2 separate regions of the Sus scrofa genome follow, and region 1 is linked to region 2. The links are chromatin contacts, called in public HiChIP or PLAC-seq maps. All regions are on one chromosome and are shown on one strand. Each heading gives the region's core, a stretch centred on a gene start, on an enhancer-like site or on the middle of the called end of the contact. The rest is flanking DNA. Distances are from core to core; before and after follow the strand shown. Region 1 has its middle 37 kb from the start of LPP. Region 2 overlaps LOC106508010 (a long non-coding RNA gene).

What was found. HiChIP or PLAC-seq counts read pairs in DNA pulled down with a chosen protein or histone mark.
Region 1: an H3K27ac HiChIP or PLAC-seq map of alveolar macrophages shows a contact between it and region 2. The contact joins two enhancer-like sites. A contact is called at or near these places in 2 of 2 datasets of contacts at active chromatin or transcription factors (alveolar macrophages and skeletal muscle).

The regions. Positions count from the first base shown.
Region 1 is chr13:125,743,377-125,747,944 of Sscrofa11.1, reverse strand. No RefSeq gene overlaps it. Among named protein-coding and RNA genes, the nearest start is that of LPP, 37 kb to the left of the region's middle. Within about 2 kb of position 3,089, at least 11 of the 83 cell types and tissues checked have an H3K27ac peak or open chromatin away from gene starts, as enhancers often do. A contact at or near this core is called in alveolar macrophages, where this site is marked.
Region 2 is chr13:125,430,614-125,435,194 of Sscrofa11.1, reverse strand. It overlaps LOC106508010 (a long non-coding RNA gene), which reads right to left. Exons shown (of 7, transcript XR_001304509.2): 1 at 2,878-4,581. Among named protein-coding and RNA genes, the nearest start is that of BCL6, 43 kb to the right of the region's middle. Within about 2 kb of position 2,799, at least 7 of the 83 cell types and tissues checked have an H3K27ac peak or open chromatin away from gene starts, as enhancers often do. A contact at or near this core is called in alveolar macrophages, where this site is marked.

The DNA.
Region 1 (4,568 bases), core at 1,840-4,339, 310 kb before region 2:
AAGCAATGATAGATGATTATCTAAAAATGAGCTGCATATGGAAGTTCCCAGGCTAGGGCTTGAATCAGAGATGCAGCTGTCCGCCACAGCCACAACCACAGCAATGCCAGATCCAAGCCGTGTCTGAGACCTAGACCACAGCTTATGGCAATGACGGATCCTTAACTCACTGAGAGAGGCCAGGGATTGAACCCTCATCCTCATGGATACTAGCCGGGTTTGTAACCTGCTGAGCCATGACGGGAATTCCAATGTTTATATATATATGATTTTTAAAAAATAGTTTAATCCACGCACCCACAGCCTACTCCATCGCCACAGCAATGTGGGATCTGAGCTGTGTTTGTGATATATACCATAGCTCACGGCAATGCTGGATTCTGAACCCAATGAGTAAGGCCAGGGATCGAACCCACATCCTCATGGATGCTAGTCAAGTTCACTAACCTCTAAGCCACGATGGGAACTCCAGATGTGGCGTATATTAGCTCAGACTATAAGTTTACCAGCCAAATGATATATATTCAGTACAAAATTCACCTCTAATGCAACAATCAGTAAAATTTAGGATGGAAGGTTAAAAGGAGTGTAATGATTTTCTTGAAGTTTTTTTTTTTTTTGGCAGTAAAAAAATATAAGATGCAAAAGCATTGTTAGGTCTAATTTAAGACCCAGGCTGGATGGTACCTTGGAAAGTATTCCTTTCACTTGGAGACAGAGCATTGTTTGCACAGGGAAGGCCCATCTTCTGAGGAGATCCAGTCTCCCTCATGTTGTTCTCCAGTCTGAAATGTTCTTTCTTGTGTGGGGCTTTTGGAATTTTAGAAAATCAGAAACGAAAGTGCCTTTGGGGTTTATCTAAGCCCATCCCCCCCAGAATGCAGAAATACTTTCTACAACCCAGCTCCTTGGGCTGGGGGGGGTCTCTGGGTTTCCTGGGTGGCTTTCTCTCCAAAGAAAGCCATGCCATTACTGAGCAGGTCTAATGGTTAGAAACCATGTGCCTCCTTCTTGGCTTAGCTTTTCTGAGACCACTGCTGACTGTGTATAACCTAATTAACCGATAACTTGGAATTTTCAATTCACAGAGCAAGTCTCACCTGCCTTAGACTGGTTACCCTTCAGATACACGGAAACCCAGAATTATCTATCTCCCCCCGCCCCAGCTTATTACTCCCAGTTATTTCAGGAGTTCTTCATTTCACGCCTTTTCCCAAACCTGTCCTCACTTTGGTCTCCTTCTCTTAACATCTGGCTCAACTGCCTGTGCCCTGATGTCTTCTTCTTTGAGTCCTCCCGCTCACGCATGCCTGGGGCCTTCCTCCAAGGCATTTTCCCTGATCCCCCTCAGAAACAACCACTCCTTCATTCAGACTCCAGGCATCTTCTACCATCTACCGTCTTCATTTTCCTCCTTGTTTACATAGCTGTGACTATATATTGAAAGGAAAAGTTACACTTTCTTCTCACTAACCTCTGTTGTGGGGAATGTTGAAGTTATCATTCACCTTCAACTTGAAGAGTATGTGACTTTCTCTACCTATTGGCCTTGGCTAATTATGCTACTTAGTATTTACTTCCATGGTAGGTGTGTTGGAAAAAGAGCACCATTCTTTGACTTACTGCTAGAAGAAAATTATGCGGGTTGGCTGCCATTGTGTGAGAGGTCACATGCTGTCCTAAGCACAAAAGAGAAGACATGGGTCTCAGCAGATGGACAGCCTTGGGTCTACTGCTTAATCTTTTTCTGACTCATTTTGTTTCCACTCTAAGATGTGAATAATAATATCCCTAAGATAGGGTTGTCTGGAGGATCAGATGAGGTGCTACGTGACAGCGACTGGCTTATAGGAGCTCTTCCATAAAGTTAAGATGAAACCAAGTAGAGTAGAATTGCAATTCAATATGACCCCTTAAGTTAAAGAAGTTGGCATGAATGTGCAGGATTATGCTTAATTGAGGGAAAATGAGTTCTCTGACAGAAGAAGAGTAAACAACTATTATACAAGAAGGGGGATGACTGCTTTTGCTCAAAATAAATATGAGTGCTCTACAAATATCAGGAGGTATTATGCAAAGAAAGTAAAAATTAGGAATTAGCATAAGCTAAATATTATCTAGTGATACATCATTATCAAAATTCCATAGGCCTGGTTGACAGTTCTTTGTCTCAACACTAATTGTATAACCTTGAGCAAGACCATATAGAACCACAATCTTCTCATGTGCAGAATTTAGATATTTTGAAGAAATGATCTATAAGATCTCATCCAGGTCTAAACCACTCAGACTCAAGCATTTTTAACACAATGTGAAAACTCTTACGGGGGAGTCCCACTGTAGTGTAGTGGGTTAAGAATCTGACTGCAGTGGCTCGGATTGCTGTGGAGGTGTGGGTTTGATCCCTGGCCCAGCACAATGTGTTAAAGAATCTGGTATTGTTGCAGCTGCAGTGTAGGTTGCAGCTTTGGCTTGGATTCAATCCCTGGCCTGGGAACTTCCATATGCCGCAGGTGCAGCCATAAAACAACAACAGCAACAACAAAACACTCTTATGGGAGTTTGTCCTGTGGGATTATGTCCAATATGTCCTTCATCAAAATACCCAGGAAAATAATGTGATGCAGGAGTGGTATTCAGAGACCTGGGTTCTAGTCCTGGCAAATGTCACACACACACACACACACACACACACACACACACACACACACACCCCACTGCATTTATGTGCAATGAACACTGAGAAGTCCTATAGAAGAGCTATCTCAATACCAGCCATGAGGTATCAGAAAGGATATTACTATAAAGGTGGGGGTATGGGGGAAATGCAAATAAATTTTTTCCCTTCCCACTGAAGGCAGAGCCAAAGAAAACACACTTGAATTACATAAGGGAAGTCTTTCCAACTATCTGGGTGTGTAACCCAGAAACAGTTACCAAAGAGAGCTTGGGAAATCGATCTTTAAGAAGAGCAGAGCAAAGGGTTTAAGCAAATGGCTTTATGAAGGTTTTCCAGGTCCACTGGCTCTCAGGCACATCTCCATGTGAGGTTGGCTGTCAGGCACTTCCCGGCTTTGTATCCTGGCCTGGTGCAAGTTCTCTTCACTTTCACTTAGTGTTACTAGGGAGTGTGACTCAGAGCCAGATGGGGTGAGCTGGATTCCTAGTTGCTCAACATTTCATTATAAGCAGTTAGATGACACTGTGTGCGGTGCTAATGTGCCTCACAATGAGTTTTATGAGCTGTTCCTTGCAAGTATTTTGAAGCACATTTGCTGTCTCCTCCCCCCCCTTTTTTTTCAAGATGGAAATGCTGACAATCAGAGAGATAGAGGAGGACAAAATCAAAGATGGCACTGAATCACATAACTTCACAAGCCTGAGCCCTTAACTTGATCTTTGGCTATCCATGTTACCTCATAAGTCCTATTAAGTACTCATAGGAACTTACTTAACAAATAGGAAAAATGGAGCATGAGGGTGTGAAGGGCAGGAAAATGAATACCATCAGAGAATTTCACTATGCATAGCCCAGAGGTAGAAAGAGAATAAAGAAAGGCCAGCCAAATTCTGTAAGTCTCTGATGTCACTGGAATCATTGCAATGGAGGTAAACACGGTCTTCGGCCTGTGCCAGAGGTTGTGACTGGGTGCCAGGGACCAAGGGTAGTATGTCCAGTATGTCCTTCCTTGAAAAACCCAGGAAAATAATGTGATGGAGGAGTGGTATTCAGAGACTTGGGTTCTAGTCTTGGCAATGCCATGAACTTCTATGGACACCTGGGCAAGTCTCTTCCTGACCCTGATCCTTCTCTGTGCTGAGGCAAACCTGAGAGGCTGGGGAGCAGGAGCTGTGGTCAGTTCATTGGTGAATGGCCTCTTTCTTCTCTGGTGGCATTACTGTGGGCTTGTGGATGATTCTGGGGCCATGTGATGTTGTAAGATGAGTCTCACGGCCTCTGGAGGACCAGAAATATTAGATCATCCAGTATTATCAGACCCCAGCCAGCACCACCATGGCATGGCAGTGGGTATTCAACAAGTGTCTGTCACAGGAATACGTTAGGCTCAGCTGTGGGCAACAAAGACTTGAAAATCAGTGGTTTGTATAAGATAGAAATTTATTTCTCTTCCACTGTGTGTCTATGTCCCGATCTCTGGAACCTGTGAATATCTTAGGTTATGTGGCAAAGGGGAATTGAGGAGGCAGTTGAAATCAAAGTCGCTAATAAACTGACCTTAATCATCCTGGATTATTCAGGTAGGTCCTATGCTATCCCCAAAATACTTTATAGTGGAAGAGGAAATCGTAAGAGAGAACCAAAGTGATGGCAGTATGAGAAGGATACGCCTGATATTGCTGCTTTGAAGACAGAATGAGAGGCCATGATCCAAGGAGTGTGGGGAGCTTCTAGAATCTGGAAAAGACTAGGAGGCACAACTACCATACATCCTGCTGACACCTAGATCTTGCCCATTAAGACCCCTGTCAGACTCTGGTCTATAGAATACCATGGTTAAAAAAAAAAAAAGTGTCATTTTAAGCTAGTAACTTTGGAGTGATTTGTC
Region 2 (4,581 bases), core at 1,550-4,049:
TATTACTTTATACTACTTCTGTCAAAATAAAACTTTTGTCTTGAGTGGCTGGCAAGATCTCTAGAACAATATAGCAGAGGCAGAATATTAAAACATAACTAGAGAACTTGTGTGTGTGCATGTGTGTATGTGTGTGAGAAGGGATGAGAAACTGACTGAAAAGCATTAGAAAATTCTAGCTGAAGAAAATCACTGTAGGAGTTCTCCTGTGGCTCAGCAGGTTAGGGATCCGGCATTGTCACTGCATGGCTTGGGTCGCTGCTGTGGCACAGGTTCAATCCCTGGCCCGGGAACTTCTGCATACTGCAAGCACAGCCAAAAGAAAGAAAGAAAAATAGGCAGAAAAAATAATAAAATCCCTGTAATTAACCACAAGTTGTAGTCCTGCCCTTCTTCATGTGGAGAGACACTTCCACATTGCTGATTCATTAACCAACAGACAACTGAGCACATACTAAATGCAAGGACAAGTGTTCAAGTCAAGGAAATGCAGAACACTTAGTCATAGAACCTCCTCCTTGGACCCCACAAACTCTTGGATAAATTATCAGATGAATGTGCTGAAATTATTGTGTGTATATATGTGTACTACCTAAGAAAACTGCCTCTGAGATATGCTCTTAAGTTGGTTCTTATCCAAACTGTCCTTTTCTACAACTGCCTAAGGAAAGAATGTAAAGAAGAAGGTCCAACTTCATGAAATATGAGGATAGGATTTGGAGAAGAAGAAGAGTTACTTAAAATTGGTCAGTATGTTGGAACACAGGATACTTTTATCTTCAGTGGAACTTTGAGCTCTTTCAAAAAACAAAAACAAAAACAAAAACCAATGTCCTGAAAGCTAAATAAAGCTAACTGGGCCTCTGATTCCCCAAGGTTCAGATTAAGAGCCCAACTCATCTGTAGACGTCTGGAGGAATAAGAGACTGGATTTCCATTATAAATAACCCCAGAGTATAGTCACTATCAATTTCTTTTGAAGCCCTTTAAGAAACCTGGGGGGAGGCCAGAGGATATGTACCCACTAGTCCAAGCCAGTCAAGCGGGGAAATGTCTAGAGCTGATTCCATTTTGCACAGCATTTACTGCTGCAAATCACAACAAAAGAAAGCAGCCATGGTGGCAGAAGTCATCTCCAGCTGGAGAGCCCTGTCATTAAAATTTCTCTTCTCTGCCATTCAGGCAACATGGCCGTGGCTTTCATCTTGCAGTATATTTGCATTTTCCCACCTCAGAAAACAGAAAGTCTTGGAATCAGAAGCTATGACATTCACATCCCAGTCCATCCAAGTACCAATCCTTGCCGCAGATGGGTTATCTTCCCTATCTGTGTGAGCTTCCTCATCTCCCTGTGTGGTTTACTTCACAGCATTCCTGAGTCACTCCAGTGACATGAAGGAGGTTAAAGAACATTCAGAGGTGATTGAACATCTCAAACATGAAGGAATCAATAACTTAAAATCTAAAAGGCTTTGGACACAGGTGACCTTTCCCATCGACAGGAAACAAAAATGAAACTAGTGAATGATGCACAGAAAACCACAGATACACACCCAGTCTACAGAGAATGGAACCCAAACTCACTCACTGGTTTTCAAGATCCTCCCCGGGATAGTTCCTTTGTTCTCCAATCACCTCTTTTCCTATCTCCCTTAACGTCTTCTATGGTCCAGGCAAAGCAATCGCCCAGTGACTCAGGGGCCCAGAGTATTGGCTTGTTCTTTAATATTTCCCTTTATTTCTTGGGTTAATTCCATCTCCTGGAATGTCTTTCCCCCCACATGTCTGCATATCCAAAACTGCTTAATTGCAGCCTTCTCTGAGAAGAATGCTGTCTCTGAGTTTCCCTGTTTGTACATCATCTTGACTTAATCTGAATATCCCTAGCAGTTTTATTTGTACCTCATATTCTAAAAGTGTTTATTTGCATAGATTTGTCTGTTCCCTCAGAAGGATTAGGTCTAATTCCTCTTTGTTTCACTTACCAGGGAAATTATAATAGCGAATGCTAAGATTTATTGAGCACTTAACAGGTGTGATCTCATTTAATCCTCACAGCTAACAGAGGATGTTGATACTGGTATTTTCCTCATTTTGCAAATAAGGAAACAGAGGCTCAGAATGGTGAAGAAAGTCACTTAAGAACACAGCTACTTAGTGGAGAAGTCAAGCTAGAAATTAGACCTTTCCAATCTAAATCCACGGTTCTTAACATCCATGCCTCCGCATCCTGCATGTTCTTAGCATAAGATGTACTCAGCAAATGCTTATCAACTGAGTGAATGAATGAAAAAATATGAGTCTTCAAGCATACATACTCCCATTCTATGCACAGAACTTCAAGTTCTCTTTCAGCTAATGGCCATTCAAGGAATATTTGCAGAGTTCATGATGGAAACAGTCAGTACAAGAGCAGATGTCAGGGAACTGCTAAGTCTAGAATGTTCTCAAAAGGAACCCCCTTCACTCATTCTTTCGACATTTACTCACCACAATTTATTCTTTTAGGCTTTATCAAAAGTCTGAGTTATACTGGGAAGGTAATATAGAATAAAGAATAAATCAGACATAAGTCCTGGTCTGTGGGTGCTTACATTTTAGGAAGATGAGAATTGACTGGTGTTTTTCAAGTCTGAGAAAGACCAAACATTGGCCAAGCAAAAATAATTCAAGCTCAGGGGATGACCAAAAAAACATTCAGAAGTGACCAGTAAGGTAAGCTTCATGCTGAACAGTGGGATCCTCCCCTTAAAGAGGAAACATAGCTGAAAATCATGAAGAGTGAGTGATGACTCACCCATCAAAACAGGAAGCTCTGTCTGGAAGACAGTGGCATCCAGGCGGCTGAAACCACGAAGCTCCTGCGCAAATACTTACCACAATCCACTTCACCCTTGCTGCTTGGGCTACAGACTGAGGAATGGAGACCCCATCACTGGCCAGGGCTGGAGGCTGGCCAGGCAGCACTGTGATGGGAGATCCCAGGCTCTCAAGGTCACTGCCTCACTCTCATGAAATCTTCCTCCTGGAGCCACTCTGCAAATTTGTGCATATAGGAAAGTGCAGACAATCACAACTCCTTCACTGAGTTGCTGTAAAGACCAAAGAGTTAATACCTGAAAGAGGCATACATTTAACCATGTCTGGCTTATAGAAGCACTCACTCAAGGTTAGCAATTTTTATTATACTTCTACCATTGATTCTGATGGTACGTTTGAACTGAAGAATCCCTAGTGAATTTTAGAAGGAAGAGAGGATGCTTACATTTCACGTGGGTATGAAGTAGGAGAGAAACCATACATCTTACATCTTATAATTACTTCATTGCTAAGATGATAGTGCTCTTACTGGCCTAGGGGCTAGCTTCTCTAAAATGCCTTACAATTGTCCTTGTCCTTTGTAGTAGAGCTCCACATGGATCATGACTTTCCATGTTTGTGGACTTTAATGGGGCCGTCAAATAATTCCACCAAAGCCACGCAGTTATATTTTCCCTCACTTCACCAGACCATTGCATCTATCAGAATCCATGATCTACTGTTGGTATTTAAATGTTACTCTAACCTAGAAAATAGGTGTTTCTTTTTTTAAGGCAAATGCTGATTTAACCCCTGTATTTCTTTCCTATTTAAAACCACAAATGTATATTTAAAAACACATACATGAAAGAAAAAACTTATTTGTGCAAAGAATTTATAACCAGATCCTGGACCTAACTCTACTTCAAGGGAAAAAAAAAAGTTCTGATTTTATATTTTGCAGATAGTCTTTTACTGTAAACATGTTTTAGTAAAAACAGCAGTTTAAAAAATTATGACTAATGAATAAATATTTTCAAAGTGCTATTATTTCTATTTCTTTATGTTTACCTATCAAATATTGCAACTCCACACCAGATGCTAGGGTCTTTCTCTACCCTGTTTTCTTTAAGATGCTTTAAACAAAAGAACACACCAGTAAAAGAGGGAGCTACTTCTCAAGTTGTCTGAAGAGATAACTCAATTGAATAGTCTAGGAATTTCCCCCAAACCCTCAAGTTTATTTCACACCAGAACTAGCCACAGAAAATGTTTGGGGCTTGTTGGTGGGCAGCAGAGCCCAGGAATGGGCTTGGGATATTCTAGGGAATGGTGGCTATGGTGAAAATAGTACAGGCTTTGGAGCCAGGAAGACTGAGACCCAAATCTTGATTCTGCCACACTGGCCAGGTGGCTTTTGAGCCTTTGTTTATTCATATGAAAAGCAATCATAATAACACCAACCTCACAGAACTAAATAAGGTATATAAAGGATTGGGCTAATAAGTTATATCAAGTGCCTAGAACATAGTAGATGCTTCATAATGAGCAGTTCTGATGAGAAGGATAATTTTGATATATTTGCATGCAGATATAATTGGATGGTGTTTGCAGTATATTTGGTAGTGGTTGTTGTATACTGATATCTTAAAAGGTATGTTAGCAGGATTGACTGCCAGGTTGTCACATGGGGAACCAGGAGAGGCTGGCTCCTTCCTCTAGTCCATAGAACTTTCTATAGTGCCTGTCCCAAAGCTCCCTAGACAGATTATCACTTTTTGT